Regions from separate parts of the Mus musculus genome. Here region 1 is linked to region 2. Evidence: chromatin contacts called from public HiChIP or PLAC-seq data. All regions are on one chromosome and are shown on one strand. The core of a region is the stretch at or near the end of the contact, and the rest is flanking DNA. Distances in the headings are between cores, read along the strand shown.

Region 1 (6,294 bases), core at 3,111-5,610, 510 kb before region 2:
CCAGTTTTGGTGATTTTTTTGGTGCTAAACAAATTACACCTGATCCCGGTCCTGAATGAAGCAACTATCTTTAAGCCTGCTCACATAACCTGTGCAAACTGGCTTTTATTATATCCACTGAGGCCCAGAGTTGGCAGTTACAGCTGGACACCCTGAGGAATAAGTGTTCTGCCCACAAGCCCCTGAGCACCACAAGAGGTTAGTCCAGGTCCAAGCTAAAACAGCACAAGCCCAACAACCAACCTAGAATCTGTGGTGGGTCTCTGTGCTCAGGAAAGCCCACACACAGAATATGTCATTGTAAGACCAGGAACTGTGGGTCTTTCCTTTCCTTTCCTTTCCTTTCCTTTCCTTTCCTTTCCTTTCCTTTCCTTTCCTTTCCTTTCCTTTCCTTTCCTTTCCTTTCCTTTCCTTTCCTTTCCTTTCCTTTCCTTTCCTTTCCTTCCTTTCCTTTCCTTTCCTTTCCTTTCCTTTTTTTTTTTTTTTTGAGACAGGGTCACACGAAGTCTTGGCTGACCTTGAATTCACCCTGTAGCTGAGAATAGCCTTGAACTTCTGATCTTCCTCTAGTACACAATCCTATGTGTGCTAGGCAAACACTTTACCAAGTGAGCCACCAGTCCTTATTACAATTTAAAAGAAAAAAAAAGAGAGAGAGAGATTCTTACTATGTAGTTTTAGCTGACCTGGAGCTTGCTATGTAAACCTCCTCCCCCCTCGCCCCAGAAGCACTAGGATTAAAGTCAAGTGTTACTACATCCTGACTTAAAATATTAAAAAAGATTTTTATTATTGTATGTGTTTTTCTTTGCATGCATGTCTATGGACTTCATGTACACTCAGTGCCAGAAGAGGGTGTTGGATCTAGGACCATAGCATAGTTACAGATGGTTATAAGCCATCAAGTGGGTGCTAGGAATTGAACCCAGGTTCTCTGGAAGAAAAGCAAATGGCTTTAACCGCATCTGCCTCTGCATCTCACATCCACCCCCAATATGGTTTGAAAAACTACACACCCTCACTAAAACTTCCCAAGCCTTTAGCCAGGAGTATCGTTAAAGACACCTGTCTCCCTAGAAACCAAGTGTGTTGTGTGCTTTTCTCAATGCTGTAACAAAATAGCTGAGAAAAGCAACTCCAGGCAGGGAGAACTCACTCTGGAGCACACAGTCTGTCACAGTGGCGAAGGCACGATGACCCCAGCTTGCAGGAGAGGATCACGGTGTGCCACAGCCAGGAGGCGCAGACGGATGGATGCACGTGCTCGGCTCACTCTCTCTGTTTTATTCAGCCCAGGTCCCAGCCTATGAAATGGTGCCGTCCACGTTTAGAGTGGCTCTCCCCTCATCTGTTAAACCTCTCTGTAATGCCCCCAGGGACAGGCCCAGAGGTATCTCCCACTTGGTTCTAGACCCAGCCTAATTAACAGTCATAGCTATCAAATGTGCAAATGCTAGAACAGCTCATAAATTACAGATATAAAAAAAAAACTGTGAGAGATTGTAATCTCAACTTTGGTGATTTTTGGTGCTAAACACCTGATCCTGGTCCCGAATGAAGTGTCTATTTTTTAAGCCTGCTCACATAATAAAGGATGGAGATTTACCAGTGGGGTGACAACAGAACTTAATAGTCAAGCTCAATATGCATAAATATGAATATGAATAAATGAGCTAGGCATTTTCATGGTAAAAGTAAGTAGAGACGGTGATATGGTTCAGTGAGGCAATATGTATCTCTCAGTGCTTGGGAAGTGGAGACAGGAGGATCAGGAGTTCAGGACATCCTCCATTATGTAGCAAATTGATGTCAGTCCAAGCTACATGAGACTCTGTTTCAAAAAGCACCCAAAGTATATGGTCTATGAGTGATTCAAGAGACAGTACTGCAATGTCCATGAGTCCATCTGCTTGTGCTGACTCTTGTGGCTGAGTTTGTGGGAAGTTCTGGCTATACCTTTATGCAGGGGTCCACATACATGTGATGAGAGAGGTTTTGATTTGAGAAAACTGGAAAGATGGAAACAGAACAGTGGGGATATCAGACAGATCTCTTGCCGTCCAGTGACTCCTTAATTAGAGATTGTTCTTATTAATTTATTTTAATTGTTATTTTAAAATTATCTAGAGGCTGTATAGATGGCTCAGCAGTTAAGAACATTTGCTCATCTTTCAAAAAAGTCCAAGGTTTGATTCCCAGTTATCCATGTTGGCTCCCCCACTCCAGGGGACCCAACACCTCTGGTCTCTGAGAATACCTTCACAGACATGCGCATACTCAACACAGATACACACGCATACACATAATTAAAATATCATCAACCTTTAAAGAGATCTGTGTATGCCTTGATATACGTGGAGGTCAGAGAACAATGTTTGAGTATTGGTCCTCACCTTCTACCTTGTTTGATGCAGGGTCTTTTTGTTGCTTTCCACTGAGAACACCACGCAGCTGGCCTATCAGCTTCTGTGGATTTTCCTGTCTTTATCTTCCACCTCACTGAAGGAGTGCTGGGATTACAGACACACCTACCACAGTATCAGGCTTTACATGGGGGCTGGGGATTGAACTCGTGTCCTCATGATTGCATGACAAATACTTTATCCACTGATCCCAGCTTAGCTCCTGAAGATCATTTGTAAATATAACATCTCCTTCACTTACTGATGGTGTTACTCACAACGTGATGGCTTCAGTTCTGTTAAGCTTCACTGGCATTTATCATTGTGGTGGTTTGAATACGCTTGGCCCACAGAGTGGTACTACTAGGAGGGGTGAACTTGTTGGAGTAGGTATGGCCTTATTGAGGAACGTGTCAATTTGGGGGTGGGTTTTGAGAACTTATCCTAGCTGCCTGAGGATGGCAGTCTTCTCCTGGTTCCCTTCAGAACAAAATGTAGAACTCTCAGCTCCTCCTGCATCGTGCCTGCCTGGTTGCTGCCATGCATCCCATCCTTGATGATAAAGGACTGAACCTGAAAGCTAGCCCCAATTAACTGTTTGCCTTGGTCATAGTGTCTCTTTACAGTAATGAAAGCCCTAACTAAGACACTCATTAGCATTTTCTCTATTGGTGATTTAAGTCTAGCCAGGCCACAGAGAACTAAGCCACAACTTGATCCATATCTTCTGCCAATATCTACAAAGCATGTGTTCCTGCTGGGAATGTTGCCAGAACTGTTTGTGTCATAGCCTGGGCCTCTCAGCTGCCCTAACAGCCAGCTTCTTCCACTTGTCCTCTGTAGACCAACTACACAAGTCATAGTGGAAAGAAATGAGGAGTTTTATTCAATGTGGTTACACTGGGGAAAAGGAACAAGCAGAGTCATGACCCCATGTCTATCTTCTGGGTCCTGATGTGAGGCTTAGATTTAAATAGAGGGCATGAGGTGCACATAGCCAAGCAGACTTGTCAAGGTGTCTTGTCTCAGCAATCATCACTGTCTCAGCTCTCATCTCTCATACAAGGTAGTCTGACAAGTTGTCAGATCTGTGTGAACTCCATTTCCTGGAGACAAGAGCCTCCTCTGGCTTCAACTTCACTTTCTCTTAAAGATGAGGTTCCTGGAGAATCCCAAGCTTTTGAGGCCCATTGTTTTAATGGTTTGCTAGCTAAAGGGACGGTTTTGTGTGGCACTATTCCTGGGGAGGTAGGGGCAAATGTCTATTCATATGTGGGAGCTAACAACAGCCCAAAGTAAAAATGCCACTGACTTAGGCTTTCCACTGCTGTGAAGAGATACCACAACCACAGCAACTATTATAAAGAAAAAACAGTTAACTGGGGCTGGATTACAGTTTCAGAGGTTTCATCCATTATCATCATGGCAGGATAACCTCAGCATCCAGGCAGACATGGCACTGGAGAAGAAGCTGAGAGTACTACATCTTGATCCACAGGGAGCAGAAATAAATGCCACACTAGGCCTAGCTTGAACATATATGACTTCAAAGCTTACCCCTATAGTGATATACTTCCTCCAACAAGGCCACAATTACTCTAACAAGGCCACACCTTCTAATAATGCCACTCCCTATGGGTCAAGATTCACACACATGAGTCTATGGGGGCCATTCTTATTCAAACCACCACAGCCACCACAGGCCAATTTGAAGAACCACGTGTAGTTTTGGGGTTACAAAACATGGATGAAGGGTTACTTACAGGAGCAGCAGTGATTCCAAGCAACTGTATGACCAAAGCCCACCCCAGCAAAGAAAGGTATAAAGGCTGGATACCTGGAGTACTTTGCACAATTTTCAGGCAGCTCAACAGGTTGGGAGGTATCCTTCCCCATTAGCTCAGCTGCTCTGAGCCTCTTCCAGGCAGATCAACTTGTCAGGCAGTCTACATTGCAGCTTCTCTTATCTGAGAGTGACTCACACTCACAAACATCTTTTCAGCTTACATATCTGTTTGGGGAGGGAGAGGCCTGGTGAGTCTGACCAGTTTCAGGGACTTCCAGAAACTATTTCAAGTGGTTTGCTCCCTGACCTTAGGAGCTTCAGGGCAGGGTGAAATGTCTTGTCTCCCAGTAGAACACAGTACTGTCTCACTTTCCTGTGAGCTTCTTGAATCCTAATGAGCTTTTCTCCAAGGTGGAAGATTTTAATCTTGGAGGAAAGTGTCCCACAGCAGGGAGGTACAAGGGTCTCTTCAGATGGTATTTTTACATGCCAGGAGGTTTCTAGGCCCCATTACTGGTATGGCGCTGGGCCCCAGAGATGGCAAGCCTGTGGTACACCATTTCCTATCAATGTTGAGCAAGGGGCTTTTAGTTACAGCCATGGGACACAACATGCAGATTGTATCCAGTTTGCAAAATAAAGGTACTAATTTGATAGGGTTTGAGAAGAAAAGGAGGAGGGGGTCCGAGCACAGGGACCATCAGACATTCAAGACCTGATGGGAGAAGCAGACTTCAGGGAACTGAGCCAATATTACAAAGGAAATCAGCCCTGCCCCACCCAAGAGCAGAGGTCAGGGGGTATCCATCTCTCAGAAGCACTGGTATTGGCTTGTGGAGATGTCCACTCACCCGTGTCTGTCTCTGTGGCTCTACTTTGTCTACTTTCCCTACTTTGTCTGATTGGCCCCATCTGCCCTGGTGGCTGTCATCTTGTCATGAAGCTGTCTGTCTGCCCTAGTGATTGTTGTCTTGTCTTGATGGCCTTCTGCTCTGGTGGTTGTCTTGTCACAGTGGCCCTGCTTGCCCTATCTGGTGGCTTCTGTCTTGTAATGGTGGTCCTGTCTTGTCTTGGTGGCTATGATTCTCTCTCGGTGTCTCTTTTACTCCCTGTTATTTACCACCGCTCCTATGGTGAGATGCTATAAAACAGCTTTTCTTTATTAAGACACATTTATCCTAAAGCTTTTAGGCAGTGTTAGAAATCGTGGTTTAAAGAATAAGCCTAGGAATATGGATAAAATAGAAAATGTTTCCCAATGAAATTTCACCTAAAAGATGCCATTTTCTACTTTTCTGTATCACAGTGGATTACAGCCACTAGGACTCTGGGACCTGCATCAGGGAAGGTCATTTTATTGTGTCTCTTATGGGATATTCCCAGAAATCAACCAAGATCAGAGTGGAAACAAAGACACAGGCAAGACATGGTGCTGGACACCTTTGATCTCAACACTTAGGAGGCAAGAGGCAGGCCATCAATCTGTATGAGTTTGAGACTCTTCTTGTCTACCTAGTGAGTTCCAGGCAGCAAGAGCTACATAGTGAGACCCTGAGTTTAAATGAGAATGGCCCCCGTAGGCTCATATATTTGAACATTTGGTCCCCAGTTGTTGGAACTGTTTGGAAAGGGTTGGGAAGTGCAGCCATTTTGGAGGAGGTGTGTCACTGCGATTGGGATTCTGATGTTTCAAAGACCCCATATCACTCCCAGTTAGGTCTCTGTCTACCTTGTGTTTGTGGATCAGGCATGGCGCTAAGCTACCACTCCAACACCATATCAGCTTGCGGTGTGTTCCTCTCCATGATGGTCATAGACTTTAACCATCTGAAACTGTAAGCAAGGCCTCAATTAAATGCTTTCTTTATGAGCTGTATTAGTCATGGTCACAGCAATAGGAAAGTCACTAAGACACCCTTGAATAAAAGTAAGATAAAAGATAATAAATGTAGGATCAAAGCAAAGAAACAGATAAAACTCTGATATTGGGTTGTAGATGGATAATCATAATTGCATCCCCAAGTAGGTCTTCCAGCTAGGGAGAGAACCTTTGCATCAAAGCTTTAGCATGTCTGAAGGCATGCTGCTGATGGAGCTTGGAGCCCT
Region 2 (6,649 bases), core at 3,539-6,038:
ACAGGACAAATAGTTAAAAATAGCTAAAAGTAACGAAGAACTCTTTTGTCCCTGTAGTCTGAGATGAATGAATGAATGAATGAATGAATGAATTCCAAAATGAATGTCTTGTGTTGCTTAGTCAGGCCTCAAACTCCAAAATTTGCAAAGATAACCTTGAACTTCTTCTGATGCATCCACCTGCCACCATGCCATTTTATGTGATGCTGGGTGCTAACTCAACTCAAGGGTCTGTGCATTCCAGGCGGGGGCTCCACCAACTAAGCTACATCCTCAGCTCGCCTGCTACCTTTTGGGGGAGACAATAATCTCACTGTGGGGCACAGGCTGGATTTGAACACATTATTCTCATTCAGCCTCCAGAGAGCTGGGATTACGAGCATGAGACACCCGGTGCTCCTAGTTCAGAAAAAGAGAATGAGTCCTTTTTCCATTGGTTGATAGGAGATCAATATGCAATCTAATGCAGAAGCTGCCCCAGCAGGTCCTGTGCTGGGAAACCCTCAGGAGCCAGTTTCCTTGGATTTGACTGACTCCCTATTTCAGTGACTACTGTTTCTCAATTACTATTTAGTTCATTTCTGCATTACTTAACCTGTTGGGTCTTTGTTTTGTTTTCTCACCTTAAAAACAAACAAACAAAAAGAGGTAACAATAGTGCTCTCACCAGAGAACTGACCTAAGGGAAAAACAAGATGGGCTTCTCCTCTGTCCGAGCCACCGTTGAAGACTTCTGGAATAAGAGCACATGCCACAAATGTCTCACACTCTGAAGCAGTGGTTCTCAGCCTTCCCAATGCTACGACCTTTTACCACAGTTCCTCATGGTGTGGCGGCCCCTAATCATAAAATTATTTTCCTTGCTACCTTATAACTGTAATTTTGCTACTGTAATACATCATAATGTATATATCTGATATTTCTGATGGTCTTAGGTGACCCAGGGGGTGTTGGCCCCGTGTTGAGAATCATAGCTCTAACTCTTCCTTCTAAGCCACCCAATCCTGGTCTTGCCCCACACCCACACTAAGGCCTTCTCCACCCAGGTCAAGTGGTTGTTTTACTTATTTGAGACACGGTAACGCATAGTTCAGGCTGGCCTCAGACTCACTATGCAGTTTGGGGGGATGACATTGAACTCTTGATCCTCCTGCTTCTACTTCCTTGGTGTTGGGATTACAGGAGTGTACCACAGATCCCTGAAAAGAGTGATTACAAATGAGATCAGACTACACCGGGGCCTAGCAAACACAGAAGTGGATGCTCACAGTCAGCTATTGGATGGATCACAGGGCCCCCAATGGAGGAGCTGGAGAAAGTACCCAAGGAGCTAAAGAGATCTGCAACCCTATAGATGGAACAACAATATGAATATAACCAGTACCCCGGAGCTCTTGACTCTAGCTGTATATGTATCAAAAGATGGCCTAGTCGGCCATCACTGGAAAGAGGACTTGCAAACTTTATATGCCCCAGTACAGGGGAACGCTAGGGCCAAAAAGTGGGAGTGGGTGGGTAGGGGAGTGGGGAGGAGGGTATGGGGGACTTTTGGGATAGCATTGGAAATGTAAATGAGGAAAATACCGAATTAAAAAAAACAAACAAATGAGATCAGGTTTGTTATAGCCTGTTTTTGAGTCAGTGACTTCCGTGTTACTAACAATGGTTCCCAGGTTTGTCTGATGTACTGGTTGGTTTTGTCTGTCAACTTGACACAAGTTGGAGTTATCACAGAGAAAGGAGCTTCAGGTGAGGAAATGCCTCCATGAGATCCTACTGTAAGGCATTTCCTCAATTAGTGATCAAGGGGGGAGGGCACGTTGTGGGTGGTGCCATCCCTAGGGTGGCAGTCTTAAGTTCTATAAGAGCAAGCTGAGCAAGCCAGGGGAAGCAAGCCAGTAAGGAATATCCTTCCATGGCCTCTGCATCAGCTCCTGCTTCCTGGCCTGCTTGAGTTCCAGTCCTGACTTCCTTTGGTGATTAACAGCAATGTGGAAGTGTAAACTGAATAAATCCTTTCCTCCCCAACTTGCTTCTTGGTCATGATGTTTGTGCAGGAATAGGAACCCTGACTAAGACATCTGATATGAACCCTCCCTTATTGTCACTTTTCCCTGGCCCTTTGCAATCCAATCCCATGGGTCGTCCTTATTTATTTTTGAGACTAGGTTTCATGTAGTAGCCCAGGCTGGCTTCAAACCTGCTCTGTAGCTGAAGATGACCTTAAACTTCTGATCCTCCTGCCTCTACTTCCCAAGTACTGGAGGTGTATTCCACTTGCTGAGTTTTAGGCCACGCTAGAAATTGAAACTAGTACTTTGTACATGCTGGGCAAGCACTGTACTGAGTTAAATGGAAGAAAAAAAAAAAAACAGGGCCCAGAGAGATGGCTCCGAAGATAAGGGTACTGCCAAGCCTGATGACCTGACTATACCCTCAGGACCCAAATGGTTGAAGGGAGGACAGACTCTTGCAACTTGTCCTGACACCCATGGACAAGCCAAAGCTCAGATGTGCACACATGTACACACACACACTGCAAAATAAATGGATGTAAGAAATAAAGAAGCAGCCGAGCAGTGGTGGCGCACGCCTTTAATCCCAGCACTTGGGAGGCAGAGGCAGGGGGATTTCTGAATTCGAGGCCAGCCTGATCTACAGAGTGGTCTACAGGACAGCCAGGGCTACACAGAGAAACCCTGTCTCGAAAAAACAAAAAAAAAAAAACAAAAAAAAAAGAAAGAATGAACATCTTTCAGAGGCTTTCTGTAATCTCTCAACATCAAGCAGCTTCTCTGTGCCCTGCTCTCTCCTGCTCTCTTTCCTCATCCTACGCACGTGTGTTGTATGCCACAACCTATAATTATTTGGTTGCTACTACTATTATGGTTGTCTTGTCTGTCTCCTGAATGGAATGTGACTCGTGTGTTGGGGTGGGAACTTGTCATTCGCTCACTGTAGTGGCATCACAAGACCTACATCAGTGCCTGAGACATTTCAGATGCCGCTGAGTGAATCAATGAATGAACTAAAGTCAGGTGAAAGCCAGGTGGGGCAGCACATGCCTGTTAGTCTGTAATCCAGTATTTGGAAGGTGGAAGCATAAGAATCAGGAGTTCATGCTGGGCAGTGGTGGCGCACGCCATCCTGGTCTACAGAGTGAGTTCCAGGACAGCCAGGGCTACACAGAGAAATCCTGTCTCAAAAAAAAAAAACAAAAAACAAAAAAAAACAAAAAACAAGAATCAGGAGTTCAAGACCAGCCTCAGCTTTGAAGCCAGACTGGAGTATGTGAGACTGTCTAAACAAAATAAACAAAAGAAGTCAGGTTACTAAGGGGTTACTCTGTGTCTGGCACCGTCTCACCAGTGTGCATCCTAGGAGGAACAAGCTATTGGCCACACTGTTCCTCTTTTGCTGCAGCAGTTACAATCCCAAAGATTATTGCAATCAGCATTTTGCATTTACATCAGGACAGTATGACTTGCGGTCGATTTTTATTTTTGAAGGTCCTAACAAGAATATAAATCAGGATGGCTCAGCAGGTAAAGGGTCCCTGGCGTCAAGTCCGACAACCTGAACTCGATCCTGGGGACCCACAGGATGGAGAGAACCGACTCTTCCAAAGTAGCCTTCAGAATTCCACAGGCACACACGCACATCCCAAATACATATTTTAACTATTTTTTTTCCTATATTTTACGGAGGCTCATGGAGGATGTGGATCTAAGCCAGTCCTTTGTCCTGCTTAGGTTGCAATGATTAAAGGGGACTGATGTCAATCATTCTGTCCTGTTTGGAAGCTGCCTCCTAGAAAGCTGCACGTGACAAATATTGCTTGTCTTGACTGTGTCCTCTAGGTCTCCCGGACCAACTGACGCCGGTTCCTCGCTGGAAGGGGCTTTCCTGACTGGAGTCCAGTCAAGCAACCGCCTTGCCTTCACATATCAAATCCTCTGAACTTTTCACTGTTTCCCTGACCACTCGAAAGGGGGCTCCGTGACCAGGCACCACCACATCAGCTACGCTCAGAATCCTCTCCCGGCTCCGCTGCTGAGCTACTGGGTCTTCGCTCAGGGCCTGCCAGGAGTCCTCGTCACCAAGTCGCTCGAACACATCGCCAGCCACCACCACGGTGCCCAGGCTGGTGCCCTCCACTACGACGCTCACGTCCCGCTGTCCTCCGTGGCCCGGCGTGGCCCACACCTGCAGTCCCGAGCCCAGTATCAAGGGCTGCGTTTCACACAGCCCATGGGGCAGATAGAGACCCTCGGGAAGGCAGAAGTCATGGGAGACTAACAAAGCTGCCTCGGGAAACAGCCCCAGGTTCCCAATATGATCCGAGTGTCCGTGGGTGCCCACCACCAGAGTCACATCTTCGGGGGCCACGCCCTGTGTAGCCAGGGCTTCCAGCAGCGCACCCCGCGCCCAGGGTCCCCCGGTGTCCACGAGGATGGGGCCACGCACCGCCTCCTCCAGGGCAGTCTTAGAGCCGCCGTCTGCGGATGGGGCCAAACCGCGGCTGGAGTCCGAGGCCCAGCCCCGAGGCAGGACGAGAGTCACAGTGCCATCAGCACGCACCGCGTCGCCCGCTCCCTGCGGCTCCGCGTAGCCGCGCAGCAGAACCACCACGGAGTAGGAGCCGCTGGACGCCAGCAAAGGGATCTCACCATGCAGGGGCTCGGTGCGCACTGGACCGTTCATGACAAGGGAGATTTACCCCGCCACGGACGTCTGCCCAGTCCCTCCAAAATCCTACCGCAAGCCCCGCCACTCTTTCCAAGGTGCAACTCGTTTGCTACCCACCAGATCTTAAAGTGGTATCGCCCTCCACTACCACCCCTGCTGAAGATGGTATCGCCCAACTGGCCTTTCCATGCGACCTCAAGACTTCCTAGATTCTTTTGGTCAGTCCCCCCTTAGGCTTATAGTCGGTAGGTTCTCACGCATCCACATCTGAAAGATATCTTTTACTTCTTTATTCTAGCTGTTGTCTACTTTGAAACTAAACTATCGCTGTCCTTAAGGGTTTTTGTTTTCTTTTGTTTTTTAACGCTGGGAAAACTCAAAAGGTGAGAAAACGCGAGATTTTTTGCCTTTTATGGGCTTCCGTACAAACTACCGCGCCTGAACCACGGCGTAATCCTAATCCTGTATAGTTCATATTATGTATTACACTTAACTTCTGAGTTCTTGTTTTGTTTTTTATTTTCCTGATACAGGGGCTCAAGGAGACCAAGATGGTCTTGAGCTCGCTACATAGCTGAGGAAGACTGAGCTCTTGATCCTCTTTTCCAAGTCCTAGTGGTACAGTTGTTTTCCCAACCCCAACCAGTATCCTTGGGGTGGATAATTATAAGAACACCATTAGCAACTAATAGATAGCAGGCCAATGGCCCCACTGTCTGGGTGCTCCCTCATCGATAATGTGTGCATGTTTGAAATGGGACTCAGCTGATATATATATAAAAGGTTTAATAGCAATATAGAAAATATGGCACCTGTGAAATAGGAAATATAGCCCACATGTCTACCCCATCTAACCCGAGTATTGCTTCACTCTCTTCCAGCATCCTGTTCTTATTCACAGATTGATGGTATACGGCCTCATGTTTGCAGTGTATATTGGTTCTTGAGGGTCTCTTTTTGGCTTCTTACTTTAAGACAGGGTTCAGCTCTGGTTGGTCCCGAACTGCCAAGTAGCTGGATGGTATTCTGATATTCCTGCCAACGCTTCTTTGAGTGCTGAGATTACAGCGGTATGCCACCACATCAGGGTTCAACTCCCATCACTGTCCATACTAGGCAGGCACTCTACCAATTGCGCTGCTCGCTCTTCTCTGGCCTCTTGAAAGGGTTTAAAATAGACCCTTTAAAAAGCAAAGTGACTTTCCCACAGCTCACACCACTATTGACCAATCGGTGCAGGTGAAGACCAGTAAAACGTAGAGAAAAGTTTCAAAACTGTCACCACATACTTGTTCAATTAAGTGGCTGCATGTGGTTCAACCCTGAAGGCAAAACTTGCTTCTGCTTCTTCCCCCCTACCCTTCTCCTTTCCTGTTGCCATTCTGGGTCCCCAGGATCATAGCCGAGATCATACCAAGAAGACATTAGAAGCCTAGGGGCGGGGAAGGACGGGAGAGCACAAGAGTTTAGAAAACTCTCCACGACCCATCCTTGGGGTTCAAAAGTAAGGGTCAAAGATCTTCTGGGTCATGCTTGGGATTGCCTGAAGTCTTGGTTATCTCTTCTTCTTCTTCCTCCTCTTCGTCATCTGCCTCCTCCTGCCCATCACTGATCTTCTCCTTTCCAGTCCAAGCTTCCCGTAGACAAGCTGGGTGGAATGAGAAGAAAACAACCTCAGGGTTAATGCCGGGAACAGCTGGGAAGCTAGGGGAGGAGTCTGTCCTTTACACTTACCAGTTTCAGAGGCTGGAAGCACATGCCGCTCACAGAGAAAATGCTGGAGGGGCTGCTCCTGATGGTGGAAGTACCAGTCCCCTACAACATCTTCAAACTCCTCCAGCATCGTCTCACACTGGGAAAGAAGAGCAGGAGGAGGGGCGTTGGAAGGCCTCTACCTTTCACTCCCTATCCCCCTACTCCATTGAGTGTCTTTTGAGGGGCAGGCAACCAAAAGGTTACA

Evidence for each region. HiChIP or PLAC-seq counts read pairs in DNA pulled down with a chosen protein or histone mark.
Region 1: a contact with region 2 is called in an H3K4me3 HiChIP or PLAC-seq map of bone marrow-derived macrophages, with 5 times the contacts expected there. The contact joins the enhancer-like site here to the promoter of Mblac1 in region 2. A contact is called at or near these places in 5 of 39 promoter capture datasets (the 3T3-L1 cell line, embryonic stem cells, hippocampal neurons and 2 more), 1 of 484 Hi-C or Micro-C datasets (nephron progenitors), 10 of 115 datasets of contacts at active chromatin or transcription factors (the 230-238 cell line, bone marrow-derived macrophages, embryonic forebrain and 7 more) and 1 of 9 other capture datasets (pancreatic islet).

What each region holds. Positions count from the first base shown.
Region 1 is chr5:138,705,652-138,711,945 of GRCm38.p6, reverse strand. No RefSeq gene overlaps it. Among named protein-coding and RNA genes, the nearest start is that of Fam20c, 46 kb to the left of the region's middle. Within about 2 kb of position 4,360, at least 34 of the 459 cell types and tissues checked have an H3K27ac peak or open chromatin away from gene starts, as enhancers often do. A contact at or near this core is called in bone marrow-derived macrophages and pancreatic cancer cells, where this site is marked.
Region 2 is chr5:138,192,453-138,199,101 of GRCm38.p6, reverse strand. Mblac1 (metallo-beta-lactamase domain containing 1) reads right to left here and starts at 4,788. Exons shown (of 1, transcript NM_177878.3): 1 at 3,481-4,788. The coding sequence starts at 4,704. The coding sequence ends at 3,922. It overlaps Cnpy4 (canopy FGF signaling regulator 4), which reads right to left. Exons shown (of 6, transcript NM_178612.4): 5 at 6,424-6,541; 6 at 5,208-6,337. The coding sequence ends at 6,201.